Regions from separate parts of the Mus musculus genome. Here all the other regions are linked to region 2. The links are chromatin contacts, called in public Hi-C and promoter capture Hi-C maps. All regions are on one chromosome and are shown on one strand. The core of a region is the stretch at or near the end of the contact, and the rest is flanking DNA. Distances in the headings are between cores, read along the strand shown.

What was found. Hi-C and Micro-C count contacts between places; a contact is called where the count stands out from the background. Capture Hi-C pulls out chosen DNA fragments and counts their contacts.
Region 1: a Hi-C map of liver shows a contact between it and region 2, with 1.8 times the contacts expected there. The contact joins the promoter of Irf6 here to the enhancer-like site in region 2. A contact is called at or near these places in 4 of 39 promoter capture datasets (the 3T3-L1 cell line, liver, maxillary cranial neural crest and 1 more), 1 of 484 Hi-C or Micro-C datasets (liver), 1 of 115 datasets of contacts at active chromatin or transcription factors (embryonic stem cells) and 3 of 9 other capture datasets (adipose tissue, liver and pancreatic islet).
Region 3: a contact with region 2 is called in a promoter capture Hi-C map of liver. The contact joins two enhancer-like sites. A contact is called at or near these places in 8 of 39 promoter capture datasets (the HPC-7 cell line, HPC-7-derived erythroid cells, cranial neural crest and 3 more), 1 of 15 datasets of contacts at CTCF or cohesin (CD8 T cells), 39 of 484 Hi-C or Micro-C datasets (the AML12 cell line, the C2C12 cell line, CD4 T cells and 27 more), 4 of 115 datasets of contacts at active chromatin or transcription factors (the HPC-7 cell line, double positive thymocytes, effector CD8 T cells and 1 more) and 4 of 9 other capture datasets (adipose tissue, embryonic stem cells, liver and 1 more).

The regions. Positions count from the first base shown.
Region 1 is chr1:193,151,718-193,154,521 of GRCm38.p6, forward strand. It overlaps Irf6 (interferon regulatory factor 6), which reads left to right and starts at 1,395. Exons shown (of 8, transcript NM_016851.2): 1 at 1,395-1,582.
Region 2 is chr1:193,226,395-193,229,385 of GRCm38.p6, forward strand. All of the region lies in intron 4 of Hsd11b1 (hydroxysteroid 11-beta dehydrogenase 1), which reads right to left. Among named protein-coding and RNA genes, the nearest start is that of Hsd11b1, 14 kb to the right of the region's middle. Within about 2 kb of position 1,362, at least 40 of the 459 cell types and tissues checked have an H3K27ac peak or open chromatin away from gene starts, as enhancers often do. A contact at or near this core is called in adipose tissue, liver, muscle stem cells and 1 more, where this site is marked.
Region 3 is chr1:193,324,952-193,327,998 of GRCm38.p6, forward strand. It overlaps Lamb3 (laminin, beta 3), which reads left to right. Exons shown (of 23, transcript NM_008484.2): 7 at 609-672; 8 at 938-1,122; 9 at 2,943-3,047. Among named protein-coding and RNA genes, the nearest start is that of Gm51741, 17 kb to the right of the region's middle. Within about 2 kb of position 1,295, at least 40 of the 459 cell types and tissues checked have an H3K27ac peak or open chromatin away from gene starts, as enhancers often do. A contact at or near this core is called in adipose tissue, liver, muscle stem cells and 1 more, where this site is marked.

The DNA.
Region 1 (2,804 bases), core at 145-2,644, 75 kb before region 2:
ATTGTGATAAAAATAACCAGAAAAAGAAACTTAAGGGAGAAAAGTTTTTCCTGACTGCATTCAAGAGTGCACAGCCTGTCAATCCTGGGGCTTCAATATTCAGGAGCTTCAAGTTTCCTTAGCTGGGAACAGAGATTCACACACGCTAAAGCTTGGCTTAGCTTCTCCACTTTTTGCTCAGTGAATGATTCTGCTTACAATTAAGATGGGCCTTCCCACATCAATTAGTTTAATCAAGACAATCCCTCGAAGACATTCTCAGAGGCTAACCTTAATCAATACAACCCCATCCCACCCCCACCCCCATTGTCCAGAGGGCTGTCCTCTGGCTGTCTAGATGACAACTAATACTAACTTCACTCTATACAGTATTAGGTTAGGAAGGCTTGGTCTTCCCACCTCAGTCTCCTGAGTGGTGGACGCCTTTCATTGCTGTTATTCTTAGGACAGTGGGGAGGTTCTCACCCAGGGCCTTGATATACTAGGGAAACACTCTAAAAAGGAGCTACACCCTCAGTCTTCCTCCTAAGTGCCTTGCCCATGTTCCATCTCCTTGTTTCAGCGGCGTTTGGTGGTGAAGGGTTTGCCTCACTGCCTGGACGCTGCTTTCATAGTTGATCAATGGATAGGGCAGGTGGGTGGCACTTGTCAGGCACACAGGACATGAACTCCAGGTGGCAGAAAAGACTCTTACTCTGCAAGGTATTGTGGGATATTCTACCCTCACTTCAATAATAACCAAACGTGCTATGTACTTTATAGACACATATTGAATGCCCACATAATCTACCAGGCAGGCGATTTAGAAATCCCACTCTACAGAAAAGAAACGGAAGCTCAGGTTGCTGAGAAAACTTTCTTAGGTCTCTAGTGTCCGATAAAGACAGGGGCGAGGTGGGGTGGGGGTTTGAACGCCACAACTGGCTCCAGGGTCTGTGCTTTCAACTAGCACTTCATGGAGAATGGAAAAAGTGAAAATTGCGGTCGCCTTTGAATAGATAGAACTTAAGGTAGAACACGGGGTCCACGGGCAGTCCTGGAAGGTGCATTGACAAGTCCTGGAGTAGCTTCTCAAAGCCAAGTCCACCTACGCAGGTCCTCGTGCTAGTTCTGGGGCCCAGTCTCAGAACCCTCACTTGTGCAGGGTCACTACGGGAGGGGCGACGCTCTTCTATTTCGACGTGAACTCCTAGAACCCTCCCCCCCAAAGTCCCCAGGACGATCGGACACCCGCAGGGTGAGGCCCACACAGGGACCGCTCCCTCGGTGGCAGGGGCGTAGGGTGACGAAGAGGCAGGGCGGGGCCGGCGGCCCAGGAACGCAGAGGATCAGATTTCTCGCAATGCACCAATCCTGAACTCCGGGGGATGTGGCCACACCTGGAGGGCGTGACCAGACCGTGCAGGGGCTGTGGCATCCAGGGCTAGGCTCTGAGCACTGGGCACCGAGGTGGGCAGGTGCGGGCCTGTGCCGGCCGCAGAGGAGCCCGCGGTTCCCAGCCGCACCTAGCCGTCGGGGGAGCTCCTGTGCTGCGGCGGTGTGAACTCTTGTGCACCTGCTCCTGAGCACGGACTGAGGCCAGGTGGGGACGCCGGCGTTGGCAAGCCACCTGAGGGAGGACAGACACCTGACGGGTGGAGCCGGGCCCATTGGAGTTGATGTGGGCGGGGGAGCCGGCTTGGGTTCCGTGTCCCGCACCAGTCTGGGTGCTGGGCGCTGGGCACCCTTCTTCAAGTAGTTTTGGGACGGCACCGGGCCCCTTCTGATCCCCTCCCGCAGAAAGAGCTTGTTTCTGCTCCGCCTGCTCCACCATCGGATGGAAGGAAGGAATCCCTTCCACCCTAGCCTCTCCGGTTTTAACTAGCTTACTCTGAGGCTGGCTCCTCTGTCCCAGCGGGGACTTCCCAGGCCCCGAGGCCCTGGGTTCTAGTGGCTGTTTAGGGAAAATCGGGATGAGGATGACCTAGGGTTTGGTCGGATTTGTTTTCCTTTTTCCGAGTGTCTTAACACAGTCAAGGCCGCTCACACTGGGCCTGGGAGATGTCTGTGGAGTTCCAGGTAGCCAAGCTAGGTGCTGGGGAGGGTGGCGCCAGGCGTGGCAGCTCTGCCGGGTGAGGCCCTCCTGGCCTGAAGGGGCTGGAGGCGGTGCGCGGAGAGCAGAAAGCCTCCCATACCTGCCTGGAAGGGAGGCCTGGGCTGCCGTGCTTCGCTCGGTGATAAAGTGGTAACCAGCCTTCCCTGTTTTCTTGGTGGGTATCAAGATGGAAGCTAGGGAAGGGAGAGGGCGAAGGTGCTTGGGCAGGGATTGGTGAAGTTGCTAGTTAGATCTGTGTGTCACACATGACAGCACAGTGGCCTACAGCTTGGCCTTGTCATCCACCAACTCCAAACCCACAGGGAGGAGGTGTGTGAGGATGTGAGCAGTAGAATAGCATTTACTCCGAGGCAAGGTGAAAATTCATGGAGCTGGCATTTCAGTTCCATTCAGGAAGAATGGGAAACTAGGGCAGTCCCAACAGCTGCCTTTGAGACCTGGCCCAAACCACCAGAGCCTTCTAGCTTGAGGTCTAGGATCCACTCCTGGAACAGACAATGAGGACAGTTCGTGCCCCAGGAGCCTGAAAGTGCCCCTGCCCTCTGCTCACAGTGAGGAGGTGGGTGGTGGTCTTATCACTGGATGGTTCCTATCTGTCAGAGAAAACAGACCTTTCATTTTCATGTGGTGGCAGCTGGAGATGGCAGGGCACAGTTTCAGTGGCCTGAAGGTTTAGAGAGGTCTGATTTAGATGTCTTTAATCGCTTCC
Region 2 (2,991 bases), core at 112-2,611:
TAACATTTACCATCACATGTAGTATAGGGTACCTTTAAATATATATAAAAAATTACAGAATTATTAAGCAAGGGTCAAGTCAGGGCAGCTGGAGCACAGGAAAAAAAAAAAAAACAAGGGAGGAGGGTGAGCAGTGTCATAGCCCCCGCCCTACCCTTTGGAGGTTAGAAACACCTGGGAAGCCAATATTATTATTTCCGCACTTAGATAAAAAGCCTCAATTCAGGTCAGCTTAATTACAGAGAGGAAACCCTTGATTTTCAGGGCTTCAGTATCCCCCCCCTCTGCCCCCAGAGATTCTTGATTTAGGAATTGCTGTTAATGATTGTGAGCCAGAGGCCCATAAAAGAAGAAAATCTGGGGCAGATCACAAAAGCAGGAAAAAGAAGACAACTTCCTGGCCCCTAGCACATTCCAACACAACCTTGGGCATTTAATTCAAGTCTGTTTCCTATTTGTAAATACTTTCCCACACGACATACCACATAAACCACACATGGTGGCATACATGCAATCCCAGCACTCTGGAAGTAAATCAGGAGGGCGGGGTTCAAAGTGCTCCTCAGCTACAGAGCAAGCACAAGACTTCCCTCGATCACACAGGGCCTCTTCAAAAGAAAATGAAAGAACCTGGATGTTTGAAGGAGTTTGTCCTTCTCAGCTTTCTGAAACGTTGTAAGATGTTCTAGATGCAAATGTGGAATAAACTTGTCTCATAAACTGATTAGCATTGTGTGGGAAAGTCTTTTGCTAAAGTTAAGCTGCACATCTTGGCATTTTAACTAGCAAAGTGAGAGCATGCTTAAGACAGGAAGCAGGAAGAAAAGGGTTGAATCATGTCAGAGTCACCAAGTCACATGCATGTTCTGGGAAGGACAGATTCCCACGGAACAGGGTTGGGTGGGCAGGAGAGGAAAGGGTCACCTTGTTCCCAATGACACCCTGTGGGAGCTACTTGTGCAACTGACAGTCAAACGCCTGGCAGGATCAGAACCTCATTAACAGAGGTAATTTGTAAAGAGATTGTCCTGATATGCTTGGAGCAGTTGTAACACCGAGGGGCTGAGAAGCCTGTAAGTATTAGGCTCAAGGTTAATTTCTAGTTAACACAGAAGCAGACACAGAAGCAAGACATATATGCAGCTGATTCTCATCCAGGAATGTTTAGACACAGATAGAGCTGCAGTGACTATATTTTCTAAAGCAAAATATGGGACAAGGAGTCTGACATGTCTGAATGTAAATGTGATCATAAATGGGACAGAATGTGCGATTAGAACTATTCCCAAAGCACTGCGTTCCAGCTACTGCAGAGTAGCCAGAACTGGCAAGCTGGCATACAGGCTGTGCACACGGGCTCGTTAGCTGAACACCAGAGGTCAAAGGGAGGCTTGGAGTGCAGGGTCTAGGATGAATCAGGGTTAGGGTTAGGGTTAGGGTTAGGGTTAGGGTTAGGGTTAGGGTTAGGGTTAGGGTTAGGGTTAGGGTTAGGGTTAGGGTTAGGGTTAGGGTTAGGGTTAGGGTTAGGGCTCAGGCCATGGAAACATAGTAGACTTCAAGCAGGAGCTTGCCCAACCGGTAATGCGGTTCCTTTGCCTGGGTCTCTCTACAAGTCTGAAGAAAAGCAGGACTGGAGCTTTTTAGTCTAGGTTGCTTTGTTCGTTTGGTTGGTTGGTTTTTTAGAGTATTCAGTTAAAGAAGTTGGAAATGTGCCTTTGAAATGGCAATCATTTGAAAATTCAGCAAGGAAGCTGATGGTGGAGAGGATAGAGCCAATCCCACCTGGAAACAAGTGGTGATCTGAGTGTTTACCACAGGGATCACCAAAGAGCCCAGAAGGCAAACCCCCAAAGAATTTACCCCCACATCTTCCACTCCACTGGGTTCCTAGGACAAATACTTTTTTCTTTTGAAATGATGTCAAACTTTTAGCAAAGTTGAAAGAGTGTGCACGTGAGAATTATTCCCCACCCCCAGTTACCTTTTAGACAGCGAGCGTCCCATATACTTCAGGCTGGCCTCATGCTATTATGTACTGGGGTGACCTCTTGAACTCTTGATCCCCCTTCCTCACTCCCAAGTGCTGGGATGGCAGGCGTGCACTACCACACATGGCTCCTTTGAGCCTTCTGGAAGTAATCCCCGTAACTGAGGTCAGGACTGACACCATGTCCTGTCACCTTGAATACTCCAGTGTCCATTTCTTCCACAGAGGGACATTATCTTGTTTGGTCACACTCTGAGCAGGACAAGAAAGCCATTCATTCAACTCTTAGGGATTCTGGAACAATTAGTAACAAGGTGGGTGGTTTAAGATAGCAGAGACTTATTCTCACAGTTGTGGACTGGAGATGTGTGAAACCAATGAGTAGGGAGAACCATGCTTTCTTCAAAAGTGCTAAGTGAGGATTTTTTTTTTCCTGGATGCCAGCATTGCTGATGGAACCCCTGCTCTAGTCTGTGACCGTATGTTCGTATGGCCTCTCTTCCTTCCATCTTTGGTCCAGTGTCTCTCATGGAGTACTTGTTGTTGGATTTAGTACTCCAAGGTGATTCCACCTCAAGAGCCTTCCTTCAATTAAACCTACAAAGATCCTTCTAAAAAAATTATGTCTATAGGATGTGGATGTCTTTCCAGGGGCCGCCATCCAACCCACTGAAGAAATGCTACTCTATTCTTGCTCTGCAATCCACAGACCACCATAAGGTCTAGATGCTTGTCTCTACCATATATTTTATAGCAGAGGCACCCCAAAGAACATGAGTTACCTTGCATGTTAGGACTTGTCAGTTCACTTCTACTTGAAATAATTCCCCAGTCTCTCATTGAAGTTCATTGACACTATTGGGAAGTATAGGGACTTATCCTATACCAGCCAATATGCCATGACTGGCTCTTGCCATAATATGAAGAGCTGATGGCTCAATGTTTATGAATTTTGCAAGCAGCCTATGGCCATCATGAGACTGTTTACACTATAGAAATATTAC
Region 3 (3,047 bases), core at 45-2,544, 98 kb after region 2:
CTAACAGTAGGGCTGGCAAGATAGCTCGGTGAGTCATGTGCTTGCCATGCAAGCCTGGTGTTGTGAGTGTGATCACCAGAAGCCATGTAAAGCTAGAAAGAGAAAATCAACTCCACAGAGTTGTCCTCTGACCTCCATATACATGCCATGGTACACCATCATTTCATACACACACACACACACACACACACACACAACAATAACAACAACAACAACAACAACAACAAAACCCATTAACTTAAAACTACTAAAAAAAAAAAAGCATTGCACAAGCCCTCCTGTGTCATAGATGAGATAGCAGGAAATTCTTGGTAGACCTATATTTTCCAACACACACACATGCATGCACACATACATACACACATGCACATACACATACACACATGCACACCACACACACACACACACACACACACACACACACACCGTGTATGCTCTTTTAGGGTCCAGTGGCCATCTGTTCTACTAGCACAGTGGCAGGCCTCAGGGCCATGGTCTGCCTCAGGTTTGAGAAGGGTGTAAGGGGAATGAGGATGAATGAGAAGGAAGCTTCTGAGCTTCATGTACATGTCTCCACTGTAGTCCTGACCTTTCTTCTCTCTGATCAGGTCCAACTTAACCTTATGGATTTAGCATCAGCTATCCCTGCATCTCAAAGTAAAAAGATTCAAGGTTTGTTTGAGTCTTCCTCTTTTCTGTGGGACTGGTAGTGGGGGTAGGAAACAGGCGGGAAGCTGGGTCATCGAAATTCCCAGTTCCTTCCTACTTCCCCGATGTGGCTGGGAAACACTGCTTGCCTTGCTCACCCTCCAGGGAGATGCTGTGAGAAGGCTGAGGGTGGGGGTGTCTGTGGTATGATGGGAAGGTAGAAAAGGAGATTCCATTGGCCTTTAACTTCTTGTCTTTTTACCTCTCCTCTTGCTGGTGCCACTCTCAGAACTTGGGGACATCACAAACTTGAGAGTCAACTTCACCAAGCTGGCCCCTGTGCCCCAGAGGGGCTCCTATCCACCCAGCGCCTACTTTGCAGTGTCACAGCTACGTCTACAGGGGAGTTGCTTCTGTCACGGACATGCCGACCGCTGTGCCCCTAATCCTGGAGGTTCTACCACTGCTGTGCAGGTGACAACCCAGGGTGGGTAGGGTGGAGTGGAAGGAGTAGGACCAGAACAGACCCACAAAGCAGAACAGACACTCCATTTAAGTTGTGGCTATTGCTGGTGACATAGCTCAGTGGTAGCGCTCATACTCTGCCTAGTATGTGAAAGGCCAGAGAAGGGTAGGGAGATAGGTTGTGGGTTTGGGGCTGGGCACAGTGTGCATACCTGGCAAGCCCAGAACATTTAGAAGGTAGAAGCTGGAGGAACAGGAGTTCAAGGTCATTTTTAACTACAGAATGAGTTTATGTAATGGGTCTCACAGCATTACTATACCATGGAAATTACTGTGTACATAGGAAAATATTATCATGAATTATAAGGTATGACAGCCAAAATAACCTGTCTGGGCCTCTACTCTCAGTTATTCTGCTTTAATTACTGAGGTTGGAAGCTTCAGGTTGTTGTGCTTACTGTGGGCTTGAGAGCTGATGAGTTTATCCATCTGGCAGTAGGGTGTGGGGCCAGGTGAGGGGTCAATGCTTAGTCTGCACACAAAGTCCACCCGGACACCGGCCAGTACTGACGCAGTAGGGTAGAGAAGCTACAGTTTAGCAAGCTCTGCTAGTCCATGACCACACTGAACAGGAGGACCCTGAGAAGAGGAGAGAGCCACTACACTGAAGGAGAGCTGGGACCGACCTTTTGCTTGCAGTTCCCAGGGCATCAGTGTGTCAACCTAAGGGTTATGGCACAGCCTGGTGGCAGAAAGGCAGGGGGAAGTCACAGCAGGAGACGGAGGAGGGAGGTTGGTGGAGAGAGCTGTCCAGTCTCTGCTCTGTCCACTTCTGGGCCAATTCTTTCTGGAGGCTACAAAGGAGCCCAGAGGGAATTCCCCCAGGATCTCTCAGGGCTTAGGAGACAGATTAGGAGAGCCTGAGGCTGAGTAGGAGGAATGCAGGGGTGTGAGGAGGAACTCACAGGACCGCATCAATGCCTCAGCCTTGCCCCAGAGGTTCAAGGTTCAGGTGGAACTCGGCCAGGGCTCTGGTGTTTGTAAAACACTGTCTAGGTGACTATACATGCAGTCAACACTATAATTTATGGAGTTAAAGAGACCTAGGAGGGCCTAGGCAGGAGGGGTGAATATGATCCATTTGGCTAATGGATGTAGAAATTAATTATGGGCAGACAAAAAAAAAATCCATCAGAGTTGGCTAATGGGAAATGGCCAGTTTGCAGGAGTAGCGGCTAGAGATTCAGCTGTGGCAGAGAGGGGAGAGGAGCTAAGAGTGAACAGGTCCCTGAGTGCCAGGCTGTGGAGGTGGGGCTTAATTGGGGAGGCAATTAGCATACAATAGTGATTCTATTTTTATATCTTAATGAGTCTAGTAACAACTTACAATGCATGTTCCACCAGCCAAACAGCTTAGTCACAGATTGCCAGAATGAAGCTGCAGAGAGCCTGCCAGCCTCCAGAGTCCCACAGTTTATTAGTCCAATGTTGCCTATCTTCCACTGAGCCCTGACCTGTATGACACAGGTATCAAGAAGCATAAAAGAGCCTGTGAAACCCTTGCTTGTATGCAGGACACCACGCGTGCATTGACGTCTCACAGGCACACACTGAGTGTTCACATACAGATCCGGGCCATCACAGTGTTACAGGAACTGGGTGAAGGCTGAAGCATTTAGGTGTGAAGCATTTAGGTGTAGTGTCCTGGAAGGGCTTGTGTCTAGTCAAGGTCTTGAGGAAGAAGCATGCTGGTCTGCGGGGGAGTGAGCAGGTCCTGCCCTCAAACTTTCCTGTTTTTTCTTTCTGGTAATCACTGGCTCCTCTCCCAGGTCAACAATGTCTGTGTCTGCCAGCATAACACAGCTGGCCCCAATTGTGACCGCTGTGCCCCTTTCTACAACAACCGTCCATGGAGACCTGCAGAGGGCCAGGAC